Linked DNA regions of Mus musculus: region 2 is linked to region 1. A link is a contact called in public ChIA-PET data. All regions are on one chromosome and are shown on one strand. The core of a region is the stretch at or near the end of the contact, and the rest is flanking DNA. Distances in the headings are between cores, read along the strand shown.

Region 1 (4,852 bases), core at 1,034-3,533:
CTGTGACTTAAAGTTCGTTCTCTCTCTCTCTCTCTCTCTCTCTCTCTCTCTCTCTCTCTCTTTCTCTCTCTCTCTCTCTCTAGCAGGATTCTCTTGGTTACTGGCCAGCTCAGAGGACACAACTGGAAGCAGAGATGGGGTTCCCCCAGTAGGAAGACCTGGCAAAGTGTGTCAGGCCCATCTGGGTGAATGGACAGTCCAGGCCAGCAAGCCTTTAACACTATACCCCCACTCTGAAGGACTGAGGGTAACAATGGTGACCACACTGGCTTCACATAAGTCCTGAGCTCCTGGAGAACCCATACTGGGTTCCAGAAAGGCCACTGCAAAGAAACCCCTTCCCAACACCAGGATTCATGATGCCAATCTACCCAGACAAGGCCAAGCACAGAGGTCTCCAGGTCTGGCTTACTACCCCCAAGCAAGCTGTCATTCAAACAGACCCTGGGCACCAAACCTAAGGCTTCCCTCCATTCTTAGATCCCATAGTTCCCAAGCCACTCTTGGGACACTCCTGGGACATGTTCATTCCTATGCCACACCTAGCCCTTCTCTGCAATCTATGTTCTTCAGGACTCTCACCCTCCCACCGGTGTAACCCTGGGGATACCAGATCCTCATGGCCAAAGGGTGGACTGGCCTTTACATCCTCTGACCAAGTCTTCTTATTAAACCCCCATTTTTTAAATATATAGTTTTGTTGGGGGAAGATGACGCCCAGCCTCTCAAGCACACTAAGCAAGCCCTCTGCCACCAAGCTGAAAACTCAGAGCCTTGTTTTTTACTTGAACTTGTACAAATCAAAAAAATACTAGAGCCCTCAAAGGCATTATATAGCGACATGATCATACAACTAAGCAGAAGCAAGAATGATCCAAGCATATAAAATAGCCCATCACCATAGCAGACTGCCAGAATAAATCTCTAATAAGTTTTATCCACCATTAGAAGAGTACCACGTTGGTGGAAACTGTATCATAAGACACTAGGGTTCTGTAGCCAAAGGATTTTCTGAATGACAAGCTAATAACTGGACAAACTCCAGAAGGCTGTGCGTAGTAACAGCTCCTAACAACTCATTAAACTGATTTGGTGAGGACGGGAAGTTCTGGGGGGCTGCAATACTTCCCAAGCCAAAGAACACAGTACCAGAATGTCCCTGTACAGCATCCTATTATGTTATGTGAATTTCTTCTCCATAACAAAAAGCTATAGGAAGTCAAGGGACATTGGGATGGATTTCCTATGGACACAGGTCGGCTCTTCCCATGGGAGGGCAAGGGTTACCTTTCCACTGCCCTGGAACCATTTGTACATCCACAGAGGACAGTCAATGTTGATGTCCGTGGTATGTGACTTACGGATTGGCACACAGCCCGGAGCCCCTTGATCGAACACCAACTTAAAGGTTACTTATTCCAAAGTCTGAGACTAGAAGAAGGGAAGGGACACAATAGTGAGGTTAGGAAACGGGATGACTTGGGGGGAAACCATGAATGGAAGGAGAGTTGGGAGTTGTCCTGAATTTCTGGGGTTGGAGTGGGGCAGGAGAAAGAAGAGTGAGGAGCTAACCAGGCCCATGACAGCAAGAACCCAAGATCTGAGAATCTCAGCAGAGTCAATGATCTCTCGGTCTGAGCCTGACTTTTAAGAGTGCACCCATATAAACGTGGGACTCGCCAGCCCGTGGCACTGTGTCAGGGGCATGCACCAATGGGCCAGACATCTAAAGAGAACAGGAAGTTCAAAACCATTTCCTGACTCAGGGGCTGAGGAGATGGCTCAGTTGATAAGGCCTTGCAAACATGTGGACCTGAGCCTAAGCCCCCAGAACCCAGTAAAAAGCTGGAAACGTGATGTGTGCTTTTAATCCCAGCACTGGAAAGCCGGGAGACTCCTGGGGGACTCACAGCTGAATCAGCATGTTCCGGGCCAGCGGGAGATCTTTACAAAAATCAACTAGGAGGCATCTGAAGAATAAGTCAAGGCTATGATGTGGCCTCCATGTATGCAAATGCACTCATGTGTGCCTGCACACAAACATGCACATGATACACACACACACACACACACACACACACACACACACGTTCTACTTCAAACAAACAAACAAACTAGGAAAATCACCTGAGTTCATCTCACCGCAATGTGAGTTCATTTTCATTTCTGTCGATGTGGGTTCTCTTCAGGGCTGACAAAACACCTCTGCAAGCCTGGGGCAGGGACATGAACTGGAACTGCCTGGGGCCTTCATTTCCCGGAGCTACCACAAGGCAGCAGGAAGACCCTGGGTGTTGGCCTGACACTACACCTACAACAGCATCTGCTAGATGTGTGCACGTGCTCAGACACACCAGTACTCAAAGATCACATGAGCACGTGCACAGTTGCCCTCGCAGATGTGCAAGTACCCAGGAGCCCACCCAGTACCTCACTAGTACTCCACTGCTTAGAACACAGTGTGTGTGTGTGTGTGTGTGTGTGTGTGTGTGTGTGTGTGGTAGTAAGGTGTCAATCAACCTGGTAGCACCCGCCCTGCTCGAGAGCACCTCTGTTCAGCGTGCACTTCCTTAAGCCCTTTGCCACTGCCTTCCTCTGCAATCAGTACCCAGCATGCAATGCCTGTAAATACAGAGAGAATGAGAGCTGAGCATGAGCCCAAATGTGAAGCAGACTCGGCTGCAGAACCTTCTTGGGAGGATGCCACTCCCTTCCTAGCGCTCCCGTTACTATATAACCAGAGGTTTTTAAGTCCAAAGCTCCAGGGGGCAGACCCTAGAAGGGCCTTCGTTACTCTTTCACAAGCCACCAGAGCAGAAACTAAAATGTCACCAGCCCCCTGGAGGGAAGCTGATATTAACTTCCCAGCTCTCAGCCTCCAGATGAAGGTGAGCTGAGGTTCTCCTGGTTGCCGGGGCTGGAGTTTCCTTAAGCAGAGCCCCCGAGGGCACTCTTCTGGAACAGCACCATCTCTGCCTCTTCCTGGTACCAAGTGTGGATCTAAGCACGTGTTGCCCCCAGTACCACCCTGCTCTAACTGCCCAACACTCCAGAACCAAGATGATTCAGGGGGATCCCTCAGAGTCCAGAAAGACAAAGCACAGCATCTGATAGTTACAGATGATTCAGCATCCCTGGGGCTCCTGGTCCCTCCATGCCCACAACCCAGACTCATGTGGACCTCTGCACACATGGGTCCCATGTACATTCACAAGACGGAGCTCTGTGCATATGCAGTCTTTGCCCTTTGTCATTGTCCCTATTCCTTATATGCACTGACATGGCACATATATCATCTTGGAACTGTGAGGCACCTAGAGGTGGCTGGTGTATACAAGGATGCTCACCGCTGTGAACAAGCACCATACCCTTATGGAAAAAAGAAAGAAAGAAAGAAAGAAAGAAAGAAAGAAAGAAAGAAAGAAAGAAAGAAAGAAAGAAAGAAAGAAAGAAAGAAAGAAAGAAAGAAAGAACCAAAAACCTTGCATCTACGAATCCTGGCATCTGTGGTGAGGGTTCTAGAACCCATCCTATCCCCTTAGACACAGATGGACAACTGCACACACCCAAGCAACTCACCTGATGTCCTTTTTCAGCCCTTCAGTTTCTGTCTCAAGACACACAAAATGCAAGTGAATGTTCACGTGGAAGCCCAAAGTAATGTCTAGTCTCATCCTCAATCACTCTCACTGAGGCAAGGTCTCTAGATCAAGCCCAGAACGCATCAATACAGCAGTCTCCCTAACCACCTTGCTTTTAGGGATCCCACATCTCCACCTTCCATGAGTGGAACTATAGGCAAGTCACCATCTCATTGGGAGTTTACATCTGGGGTCCCAAACCCAGATTGCAAGAACTTTAGCCACAAACTCAGTCACCTCTTCAGTGTCTTGGTCATTGTTATTTTAACACAAAATGTCTGGATACAATATACCTAATTATATTCTGAGGCCAGTTTGACTCTGTCTCCGCAAACAAAAACAATGAATTACTTTATGAGAGGAGGAAAGACATGGTTCTTAGAAACCCTTGTCTGCATATGACCACAGTGGAGGTTAGGCCCTAGAACATTGCCTTCCAGCCACCATGAGCTGTCAAGCACCTGGGACAGAGCTGTAGCTCATGTCCTCACCTGAGCAGACTGCTGACACCATGTCACACACTGGCAAAAGCCACACTAATACAAAGTGGCAGCAGACAGCTGCAGAAGGCTGACAGCAGCCCAAGACTCAACAGCAAGGGACAGCAGGCACAGAGGCCATTTTGGGGATAGCACAGGCCAGGGCAATCACTGTGTTCTGCCTGCTTGTTCCACAACTCATTGTTACTTCAAGTTGGTGCTTGACGGTAGCCTGGGGTCCCCTCCCCGCAGCCCCTGCTCCCCTCTGTGATGGGACTTTCCAAATCCTCTGCATTTTGAAAACCTTCCCCGCTCTTTCAAAGATGCTTTATATGTATATATGCAAGCCATGTGCAGCATCAGATCCACTGGCACCAGAGTCACAGGCTGTCGTTTGGGTATTGGGAACCGAACTCCAGCCTCTACAAGAGCAGCCAGTGCACTTAATCACGGAGCCATTTCTCCAGAACCAACCTTCTTTCTATTCCTTAAAGGTCATTATGTTTGAAAGCCCAGCATGACACAGTTTTTTTTTTTAATCAAATGAAGCAAAATTACTTGCCTGAGGAATTACTAAATCTACATCTTCCATCATCCAAACAGGGCAAACGGGGACAATGACAATGTGCCCTACAGAAGGACACAGTCAATCATCTTCAACCCCACCTAGCAAAAGCAAAGGACAGAGAGGCTGTGGTGGCACCACCAGAGCTGCCAACGCAGCCCAAGGAG
Region 2 (5,224 bases), core at 837-3,336, 170 kb after region 1:
CATCTGGACAGGCTTCTTCTTTTCCGCTGCCCTGCTGCGGATGCTGGTGCCCAGTGGCTCTCCCTCCTCCCGCTCTCTTTGTGCACGCCACTGACCACTTCCGAGGATCACGGGGCTCCTTGCTTTCTATCTTTGCCGCTTGCATATTTGCACATACTCCCTGATCTCTGCTCTCTTTATCAGTGGAGGGCCCCCTTGCACCCTCATCCCACCCACATCAGCTGTATCTGGTGACTTAGGTACGTGGTGCCTGAAGCGATTGCCCTGCAGGGAGAGTTTCTGCCTTGTATGTTTTCTCCTCTGCCTTAAAGAGATGAAATTGAGAGCATTCAGTGTTGGTTCCTTATTGTTGGTTAAAAACAAAACAAAACACCCTACCTAGTCCCCACAGCACCGACACAGTACGGTACCATTGCCTGTAGCACTTGGAAAAGATATAGAAGAGAATCTCCCTTTCCCCATTTCTCTTAAAAAGAAGGTCTCACTGTGTATCCCTGACTGGTTTTGAGCTCAGAGATTTCCCTGTCTTTCTCTCCTGAGTGTTGGGACTAAAGCTGTGTGACACTATGCCTGTCTTCTTTTGCATCTGAAATGTAAGTTTGCTATGTCTCTGGTTAGGAAATCCAGTATCCATCTCTTTGATCAGAAAAGCGACCTTTAAAAACATGAGTTACTGCTCATCTATCATCTCATCACTGGGGAGGTGGAGGCAGGAGGGTCAGGAGCTTAAGGTCAGCTACATGGGCCATCCTGGGCTACACGAGGTCCTGTCATAAAACAAAGCAAAGCCAAGCAAAAACAAACAAACAAACAAACAAACAAACAAACAAACAAACACAAATGAAGACTGACACATTGGTTCCTCAGGTAAAGGCTCTCAAAGACGTGAGTTTGATTCCCGAGACCATCACACAGTAGAAGGTGATAAACAAGTTATCTTCTGACTTATAAACGTACTTGAGCACATGTGCATGTGTGCACACACAAAATAAATATTTGTAATAATATAAAACAATAACAAAAACAAACTACCCCCTCCCACATTTGAAACAGTGTGATGATGCTGAGGAGTAGGGCTGTACCTCATTACAGTATCCCCTGGCCACCCACCATGTCCAGCCTTGGAAAAGTCATCTTAGCTCTCTTACTATGATAAAATACTTGAGACAGGCACCTGATAAAGAAAGGAGGTTTACCTAAATCACAGTTTTGAAAGTTGGAAGTCTAAAATCGGGCTGGTCCCGTTGGTTAAGTCTCTGGAAGGACATCACAACCGGAGAGCATTTGAATGGGAGAGATCACATGTTTGGGGGTGTGGGGTGTGGTTTCTCTGTGTAGCTCTGATGTCCTAGAACTCACTGTGTAGACAGGACAGGTCTTGAACTCAGAGATCTGCCTGCCTCTGCCTCTTGAGTGTTGGGGCTAAAGATGTGCGTCACTGTGCCCAGCCAGAGACCACATCTTAGGACAAGAAGCCAGAGTCAGGTTCAGGAGCTCTTGACAACCTGCTTCACTTGTGACTCTGGGAGACCAGTGTTCCTTTCTACTTCTGTGGTCTTCGAGTGACTTGCCAGGGCCCTGCTGCTTAAAGGTCTCCCCACTTTGGTCCCCCCACTTCCCAACACAACTGCCCTATGGGAACCAGGTTTCCAAAACAGACCCCGTGGAATCTGGAGGTCTCATTATCGAGACTTAAGGTATCAGAGCTGAATATTCTATAGCCTGTTGGCCTGGGTTCTGGGTAATGAGTGGCCCTTTAATAACTTTCAGTTGACTTTCCACCACTGTCTGTCTTTTTTTTTTTTTTTTTTTTTTTTTTTTGGGTTTTTGAGACAGGGTTTCTCTGTATAGCCCTGCCTGTCCTGGAACTTTCTTTGAGACCAGGCTGGCCTTGAACTCAGAAATCCTCCTGCCTCTGCCTCCCAAGTGCTGGGATTAAAGGTATGTGCCACCACCGCCCGGCTCACCACTGTCTGTCTTATACTGAGGCACTTACAGGGTGCGAAGGCCCACCCCAAGCAACTGAGCAGTCGCCGGTTGCTGCCTGCCTGGCTTTCTGTCTGAGGTTGGTGGAGCCCGCTAAAGCTGCAGTCGGGGGTGGAAGAGTGTGTGGTGCTAGGAAGACAGGAAGTGGGGAGCATCCTGCAGAGTATCTTGGGGGTGTGGCGGGAACGCAAAGCCATTTAAAGGTGGTGCCCTGGGACAGCGCTGTAATTTCCCCAGGTGAGGTCAGCTGAGCCTTTCTTAGAAAAACTCAGTTTGCCTGAGCCTTGGGGAGAGTCCTGGGGAGGGCCTGTGTGGAGCTGTCAAGCTGGAGGGAAACTGGGCCCTACGGGTCCTCACTGGATGGCAGCTGCCTAGGTGTCTGATGTAGATCTAGCCCTGGTAGCAATGCCCCATGATAGCCCCATCTGGTCCCCCATCAGGAAGACTCAGAGGACAGGCAGTCTGAATGCTTCAGTCTGAGCCTGAATTGGTCTCCTTTCTGGCTGAGGTCCCCGGCTTGATTCTGCTCCTTGCTGCAGGGTGATTCCCACTTGACCCAGTGGATGTCTGGGAAACAGTCACATGTGTGTGGCCGGTGAGACTGTGTCACAGGTACCCGATGCTGTGTGGTACTTCCTGGAAGACCAAGTGGGCGTGCCCAGGCTTCTTGGACATGCTACTAGGGGCCTCACAGTGAGAAGGGTACAATGTTACAGTCATGACTGCCTGTGGTACCTAGTGGGAGGGGAAGTGAGATTTGAGCCACCCACAGTGTCAACTCGGGCAGTTCCAACCACCCCTTCGGTGAATACCTCAGAGAGGATGGTGAGAGTTCTTGGTGGAGAAATCTCTCAGTAGTAAGGTGGTCTGTGTGGGGAAGGGACTTTCAGGCTCAGGTGTGAGTCCTGTCAGGAAGTTCCCTCTGTCACTGGTAACTTGGCCCAGAAGTGTTTCAGAAGCATTGATACCACACCTAGGCCGTGGCATTTATTATAAGGCACTGTCTGAGGCTGGAGGATGGCTCAGTTGCTAAGTTCTTGCCGTGCAATCATGGAGGCCTGAGGTCAGATTTCCACCACCAACGTAAAAGCCAGGTGCGGGCGCTGGAGGGCTTCTGCAGTGCTTAGGAATGCTTACCACTCTTTTGGATGACCCAAGTTTCATTCCTAGCAGGGGTCAGGTGGCTAATCACTGCCTGTGACTCCGTCTCCAGGGGATCTGAAGGTGCCTTTAGCCTTCATAGGCACCTGTACTCATGTGCACGTGGACCCCACCCCCAGACACAAACACACAGACATGTGACCAGAAACTAAATAAATCTGACAAACAGGTGTGTGTCTGTACCTTAGCCTGGTGTCTGGGGACAGAGACTGGTAGATCCAGGGAACTCTGTTTATCAGAGACAATAAGACATTTAGACAATAAGGCAATTAGAAATAAGAGCTCCCGGTTCAATGACAAATTCTGTCTCAGAAACAGTGTGGAGAGTGATAGAGGAAGACTCTTAGACATTGATCTCTGACCTCCACATGTGCACATATGGGCAAGCTCACCCACTCATGTATGGGCAAACATATCTGAGCACACCCATCTATACAACACACACACACACACACACACACACACACTGTTGTACAATAGAGAGAATTTACTTTCTTTAATAAGTAGTATTATCTAATTAGATATCCAGAGGGGGAAATAATGTATTTTTATGCATCCCTTCCTTTAAATTCAGGACGAAGTACCAAAGAATGGTGGCTCTAACTTCAAAAGACAGAACTAATAAAACTGGGGAGAGAACAGGTCTACATTACCTTGGCGAACACATCTGTTCCCTCACCAGGATATAAAAGGAGTGTATAAGGGAAAGTTTAGTCCGGAGGATTCTGCTGAGAACGGCGTTCCTGTGACTCCGATGGTATCAGGGGTGTGAAGGAGCAGAAGGTGTTTGCAAGATGAGACTCTGACAGAGGGACTTCCCCCCCACCCCCCCCCCAGAACACACAACGAGCAGGAAAAGACAAAAATGTCTCAGGAAAATAGGAGCTGCTTAGAAAAGGACCCGTGTTCTTTAGCACACAGGAGGCCACAGAGGGGTGTAGTCCTGTGTCTTGATTTATGTGAGGCAGAGCAGATAGGAGCCTGTTACCAGGAGAGTATGGAGCCGCTAAACCCATTTACAGCTGCTTGGGGTCTGCACAGATGCAGCTGGTCTTAGAGGGCGGAGGGTGCCTGGGGGGTAGGCTTCACTTCGGTCCCTCCCTGTTAGGTGGCCGGGAGTGTCTAGAAGAAAGCTACACAGTAGATTTACTGCACACCTGCCTTGATGCACAGAAAACAGTTTAACGAATGTTCTAAAAGATTAAACTACAAGGGAGGTTAAAATGGTGCACTGAGCTAGAGATACGGCTCAGGGGCAGAGAGCACCTGCCCAGCTTGCAAGAGTCCTTGAGTTTGATTTCCCTGTGCTGTAAATAAGCCAAAGTATGAGACTTTCTAAGGTCCGAGAAAGGCACCTTGGCATTTCCTGCCAAAAACAACTGCAATCTCATAAGGCAAGAGCGTTGGCAATGTCAGTGTCTTCTGCTAGGTGGTTGGTTATCTGCACTTGGTATTTTCTGTCATGAGTTGGCTCACTGAAGAACAACTCAGTCAGGATGGTCATGGCCTGTGGGGACAGGTGGTCTCCATGGCAATAGGAAAAACTCTGCCCTAGTCCATATGTCCTCCTGTGTTTTTGTCCGGATCATAAGAATGTATCACCCGTAGAAATATACAGACAAGAACCACAAACCATCATCATCATAAATTAATATGATTCTGTATTGCCTTGCAGCTTGCAATGTTCTATGTGTTTCCCCCCCACCCCAAGGTCTTGTCTCCCTGCTTTCTTCAAATGATGACATCTTAGAGCTGTGTGTGTCTATGTGTGTGTGTGTATGTGTGTACATATGTGATATATGTGCTCATGTGGTTGTGTGCATGTGCATGCCTGTGTTCCAGCTTATTGATGGTAAAGGTTGATACTATTGAGTGTCTTTCTTAATCACTTTCACTATTATTTTTGAGACAGGGGGGTCTCTACATGAACCCAGAACTCACCGATTTGGCTACAGTGACTGGTCCTTGAGCTCCATGGATCTTCCTGCCTCTCAGTGTTGAGATTAGAATGTGCACCACCACGCCTGGCTTTTGACGTGGGTTCTGTAGATTCGAAATCAGGCCCTCAGGCCCAGCC

Evidence for each region. ChIA-PET counts read pairs in DNA pulled down with a chosen protein or histone mark.
Region 2: a contact with region 1 is called in an RNA polymerase II ChIA-PET map of effector CD8 T cells, with 10 read pairs. The contact joins two enhancer-like sites. A contact is called at or near these places in 1 of 115 datasets of contacts at active chromatin or transcription factors (effector CD8 T cells) and 2 of 9 other capture datasets (adipose tissue and pancreatic islet).

Annotation. Positions count from the first base shown.
Region 1 is chr13:51,765,933-51,770,784 of GRCm38.p6, forward strand. All of the region lies in intron 1 of Sema4d (sema domain, immunoglobulin domain (Ig), transmembrane domain (TM) and short cytoplasmic domain, (semaphorin) 4D), which reads right to left. It also overlaps Gm19281. Among named protein-coding and RNA genes, the nearest start is that of Sema4d, 25 kb to the right of the region's middle. Within about 2 kb of position 2,284, at least 78 of the 459 cell types and tissues checked have an H3K27ac peak or open chromatin away from gene starts, as enhancers often do. A contact at or near this core is called in effector CD8 T cells, where this site is marked.
Region 2 is chr13:51,933,910-51,939,133 of GRCm38.p6, forward strand. No RefSeq gene overlaps it. Among named protein-coding and RNA genes, the nearest start is that of Gadd45g, 90 kb to the left of the region's middle. Within about 2 kb of position 2,087, at least 24 of the 459 cell types and tissues checked have an H3K27ac peak or open chromatin away from gene starts, as enhancers often do. A contact at or near this core is called in effector CD8 T cells, where this site is marked.